Regions from separate parts of the Cricetulus griseus genome. Here region 1 is linked to region 2. The links are chromatin contacts, called in public Hi-C maps. All regions are on one chromosome and are shown on one strand. Each heading gives the region's core, a stretch centred on a gene start, on an enhancer-like site or on the middle of the called end of the contact. The rest is flanking DNA. Distances are from core to core; before and after follow the strand shown. Region 1 holds the start of Tspan18 (tetraspanin-18). Region 2 has its middle 110 kb from the start of Tspan18.

What was found. A called contact is a pair of places that touch in the nucleus more often than the background predicts.
Region 1: a Hi-C map of liver shows a contact between it and region 2, with 3 times the contacts expected there. The contact joins the promoter of Tspan18 here to the enhancer-like site in region 2. A contact is called at or near these places in 2 of 8 Hi-C or Micro-C datasets (fibroblasts and liver).

What each region holds. Positions count from the first base shown.
Region 1 is chr6:83,516,702-83,519,401 of CriGri-PICRH-1.0, reverse strand. It overlaps Tspan18 (tetraspanin-18), which reads right to left and starts at 1,328. Exons shown (of 7, transcript XM_035446132.1): 1 at 1,266-1,328. The coding sequence starts at 1,328.
Region 2 is chr6:83,403,925-83,406,624 of CriGri-PICRH-1.0, reverse strand. No RefSeq gene overlaps it. Among named protein-coding and RNA genes, the nearest start is that of Tspan18, 110 kb to the left of the region's middle. Within about 2 kb of position 1,409, at least 1 of the 6 cell types and tissues checked has open chromatin away from gene starts, as enhancers often do.

The sequences.
Region 1 (2,700 bases), core at 79-2,578, 110 kb before region 2:
AAAGTCATCCACTGAGAGATGACAAAGGAGGGTCCAGGCATGGGAAAAATAGGCTGAGGTCCCCAGCTAGGAAAATGCCACTTTGTCTGTAGGCTGCCTAGCTCCAAGGTCCAGGAAGTGGGTTCCAGGAAAACATAAGAAGCCGTGAAAATGGACAGGCAGAAACGCAGACAGCCTGCCACTGCCAGCAAAGGGACTTTATTCCTCCAGGATGTCCCGAGGGGCCAGTGGTGGTGCCTGAGCTAGAGGGCCAGGATTTGTCAGACAAGACTATGGAGGCCCAAGAAGTGGGGAGTGGGGGCTCTGTTACTGGAAGGGGCCTCGAGCCTAAGTAGGGTGGGCTGATAGCATGGAAGAGGCTTCCTGATGCCAGCACTTCTGTCCCTTCATACACAGCCCGTGGTTTGGAGGGAGATGGACAAGCTTGTTCTGTACTGGCCACGTTCTAGTCACCTTGTTATCTATCTTGCTAAATTTTCAAAAAGCCTGTTTTGGTGAGTCATTAAGAGATGAAGATGTTAGCCAGGTGGTGGTGGCACATGCACTAAGGAGGCAGAGGCAGGCAGACCTTTTGAGTTCAAGACCAGCCTGGTCCAGGACAGCCAGGGCTACACAGAGAAATCCTGTCTTGAAAACCAAAATAAAACAGACAAAACAAGAGAGATGAAGACGTTGAGGTTCGGAGTGATGAGATGTGCTTCAGCTTCGGAGTTGGGGTGTCAAGGCAGGCTCCTCCTAGAAGCTCCCAATTACACAGGTGGCTACAAGGCTGGCGTGAACAGCTCTGAGGTCACTGCTTGATCGTGTTGGGGGTGGTGGTAAGCAGGCAGGCGCACATGCATGTGGAGGCCAAAAGTCAATCCCAGGCTCTGTTCCCCAGGAGCCATCCACACTGTTTTTGAGTCAGTGTTAGGTTAGGCAAAGCCTCGGAATGTCTTCCAGAGCTGGAGTTATGAGCATGTGCCATCACATTTGACTTTTTATGTGGGTTCTAGGGATGGAACTTGGGATGTAAATGAGCCATCTCCCTAGTCCCTTTAGCTCATCCTTTGCCAGCAGCTCTTCCATCTCAGGGCCTGGCTGAAATGTCTACCGTGAAGGGGGTAGAGACAGTCAATGCCAGGCCTCCCAGGAAGCTGACTGGCCAGGCTCGGCTACCTCTAGGTACTCAACTTCCCGGGGCCATTTTAGGGAGGAGGCTAGGCCTGTCACTAGCAGAGGCCACAGACCCAGGGGACACCCAGGGGAGACCCAGGGGCACTTACAAATACGAAGAAATTGAAAACAAACATCAGATACTTCATGCAGCTCAGACAGTCGCCCTCCATGGTGCTCCACCTAGAAAACAAGGCCAATCAATTCTTCACCTGGAGACACTGAGATTCCTCCGGCTGGAGCCCAACTCGATCCCACCCAGCTGGGAATCTCAGGATTAAAAAGCTGAAACCTTGCAGGGTTCCTGGCTTCATACCTAGCTGAAGTATCCATCCTGTTATCTCCTCCCTTTTGCCCAGACACTCCCTGAACACCAGGGACCTTGACACAGAGACCCAGGTTGGGAAACTGGGACAGTTAAAAGGATAGGGGTTTTCACTGGGAGGCATGCTTGGGTGAGGGGCCTCTGGGCAACAGGTCCAGGCTGTTGCTCCTGTCTCCTCCTTGTAGAAGGGCATGAGGAGGTAACTCCCAGCCTGCTCTCCACTGCACTCCCCCTGTCCTACACCCCCCAGTGGAAGAGTTGGGCTCACACCAGGTCAGGTTGGCCCTTGATGCTGGCTCCGTTTCCATGTTTCAGGGCTAGGATTGAAGGAGTTTATGTAATGGCCTGCCTTTATCAAACATCCATCATTCCCCTGAGCAATCTGAAAACAGGGTTTCCTCCCAAGAGGACTTGTCTGCTCCCAATCCAAGACACTGGCCCCTAAGCTTGCTGGAGATGGAGGGCTGAGTCCTGGGCTTTGGGGGTGGGGGTGAGTGTTGGAGGTGGAGAATACTGAAAATAACCAGGGTTTGCCTGGTGTCAGGAAACCCAGTTAGAGACCTACTGACCCAAGCATCTGAGGGTCCTATGCTTACAGCTGCATGTCATGCACTTACTGCTTCAAGTAGACTAAAAGCTCGGGGCTTTGAGAGGTACTTATGTGTGACACAACTAAGTGCTAACTTAGGATTGGCCTGGGATCCCTTACGCCACTAGCATATCACTGATAGTCATCATTCTTCCTGAAGAGTTGACAACCATTAATGTGGCCAATGACATGTAGCCAGCCAGTGATGGGCCCTGCCTGGAGCAGCCCGGCACCCTGCGGGCACCACCTGCTGTAGGTGCTGGGTGGTTATTCAGAAGTGCACATGGGCCTCAGGGAGACATACTGCCCCAAAAGCCATGGCCAGTGTGTTCACTGAGACACTTACAGTGTCTAGGACAGACCGGTGCGGTGACATCAGTTAACACAGCTTCACCAATGAGTGAATGAATGCATGGTAGAAAAGAGAAAACAAAAAGACAAAATGGCAGAGTCTGCAACTCAGAAACAGAGACCCATATGCAAGGGAGAGACTGAAGGGGACAGATGACAGAGTGATCAAGGAGGGGTGCCGTAAAGGATACACGGATTGGACAGAATCAGAGTGGAGGTCAATGTCAGGGGGCAGATGTGTCACCTGGGCAGCTCTCCACAGGTCAGCAGAACAAAGTCT
Region 2 (2,700 bases), core at 160-2,659:
ACTTGGGGACAGAGAAGACAAAGAAATGGACCCAGACTTGGATTGTTGCTAAACCAGAGACTGGGGATCCACCTGGAGTCCATGAAACAGGAGTAGAGACATGAGCATCCCTAGAGAGTGGAGAGCCTGTGTGCTCTTCAGTGTTGGGGTTGAGGTGAGTAAAGAGCAGAGAAGAGAGACAGCACAGAATAGGCATGCCTTAGAGTGGGGGGGGGGCAGGCTAATACCTAGGTTCCAAGGGTGAGGCTGTCCTACCAGGCTTCAAACACACACACACACACACACACACACACACACACACACACACACACACACCAAACACTTTTGTTTTCTGGCTCCTGGAATACCTTAAGGACAAATCCCAGAGACAAGGGCTTCCCCACCCTTTGCCTACTCAGCTCTGCCTTTCCACACAGAACCCAGGCTGGAGTCTGATCCTTCTTACAGAAACTTTGTCTGGCACTAGCTGTATCCAATAAACACACGTAGCTTCTACCCATGCTGAAGGCAGGGCCCCATCTGTATCTTGGGGATTTGGGGACAACCCCATTCCCATCACCTTTGCAGGGGTGTGTGGGGCAGCTGGAATGGTGAGCACAAATTCCTAGCAAGGACATATGAAAACTTCCAGTCACTCTGAAGCCACTGTCTCTAGTGAGCTCATCTGTACTCTCTTGGGGTGCAGAGAGGAGAGAGAGAGAGAGAGAGAGAGAGAGAGAGAGAGAGAGAGAAGGCACCAGTCCCCCCAGAGTTCCCTTGATATGAACAGCCCTTCACACAACAAAGATAACACTTTCCACAGACTCCGGAAGTCAGCATGTCCCTTCCCATAGGCACAATACAGGAACCTAAGAGTACGGGAAGGAAGGCGAGTTTTCACCAGTACTTGAGACATGATCAGATAGCTGTGTGTGGGACCCAGGAGATGGTGCTCTCCGTGATGGCTGGGGAGTGTGACACTTTTGATGGAACTATAGAAATTTCTAAAGAACCCTACCACCCACCCAATCAATGTACCTGTGCACAGAAAAAGGATGACCTTTCCACCATGCCCAGAGATCTACCAGGACCAGGACAAAGGGAGCCACTTTTACAAGAAGGGTTGGGTTTCAGTAACTTCAAGTAAATCCCAACCAGTTGTATCCCATTGTTTCCATGCCAGTTCTCTGTCCACATAAAGTTTCTTTTGTTTTTGTTTTTCTGGGTGTAAATTGTTCACTCATCCTTGCCATCAGCCCATGAAAAATCATCTCATGACATTGATTCATCTAGTCATCGCTGAGGCACCCCAGTCTCATAGTGGGACCCTCCGCCCGATTCGCTGGGGCAAGGTGGGGCGCTCCTCCAGACAGACCCGGGCAGCTTTGCAATGGTAACATCTGCGGAGCTGCGGTCTGTGAAGATCCTGGACTAGTCTGGGAAGCCGATCGGGCCAAGGAAGTGCTCCCCCTGGCGAGGCAACTCTCCTAGCGCAAGCAGGACCCTGATCCCGCGCGCGCCCACCGCGGCCAGCCACGCTGGGAACCCGCGGCCACCACACCCCACATCCGGCCGCAGGACCCGCCCGGCAGCCTCCTAGATCTCTGCATCCATGGAGCCGCACACCTTCCCGCGCAGGGAACGATAGCCCGGGTGCGGAAGCAAATCCAGGCGCGCTCTCCTGGCCAGCCACCAGGGTCCCACTAAGGCGACGCGCTCGGTGCCCCAGAACGGCCGGCAATCCGCCGCGCCCAAGCCTGGTTCCAGGGCTCCGGTGGAGACCTGTCCGAGCTCTGGGTCACCTGGACGCACCCCTTACCTCCTGGTACATCCCCGGCCGACACTCGGGACCCGAGAGTCTCACCTGCCGCCTTGTTGTCGCCTAAGACCCCAGGATCTACGGGTGCAGAATGGCTACACCTGATCCGGGCAAAGTCCGCGACCCGGGGCGTGCTCGGGGTCACACGAGGAGGCACTGTCCCCGCCCCCGAGGGGAATCTCCGCAGAACTTGGTTGTCGCTTCCCTGAGCGTCCTGGGACCCACAATGGTCCGAGATCTCTCCTGGAGCGCGCAGTGTCCCTGCGCCAGTACGCACAGAGGGGCGCAGTAGTCGAGTCCTACCTGGCAGAGGCCCGGCCGCGGGGGAAAGTTTCCCCGGGCGCAGTGCGCGCTCTTAACTTGCGGGGCGCCGGCAATTCTGCACGGCGGCGCTGGACTAGGCGTCAAAGCAACGAGGAGCGGCGACGCCCGCTGGGGGCCGGGACCGGGAGGCCTGGCGCGGCTGGGCTTTGGAATAGCTCAGCGCTGCGTCCGCCTGCAGCCTGCAACCCCTGAGACGCCAGCGGCAGCTGCAGCCGCTCGCCCGCCACTGCCGCCGGCCACACCTCCCGCCACCCTCCGGCCCGCCCTCCCACTCCCTCCGCCCTAGCCTCCGCCCCTCAGTCTCCTGTCGCCACTACTGCCGCCGCGGTACTGACGCGTCTATGGGCTAACCTGGCCCTTGCCTCCACACTGCTGCTCTCTCACCCGGTCCTAGCGCTTGGTCTCTGGAGTCTCGCTTTCCCGATGGTCCCTGCACTCCTAGCCTCCTCCCCATGCTCGCTCGGTTTTTGAATTTAGAAGCTTACTGGAGAAGGGCGAGGGTGGCAAGCCAGACTGGGGCATTTATTCCTGAGGAGCTTTCTCGATGTCACCACCACCCTTGGGTGTGACTGCAGGGC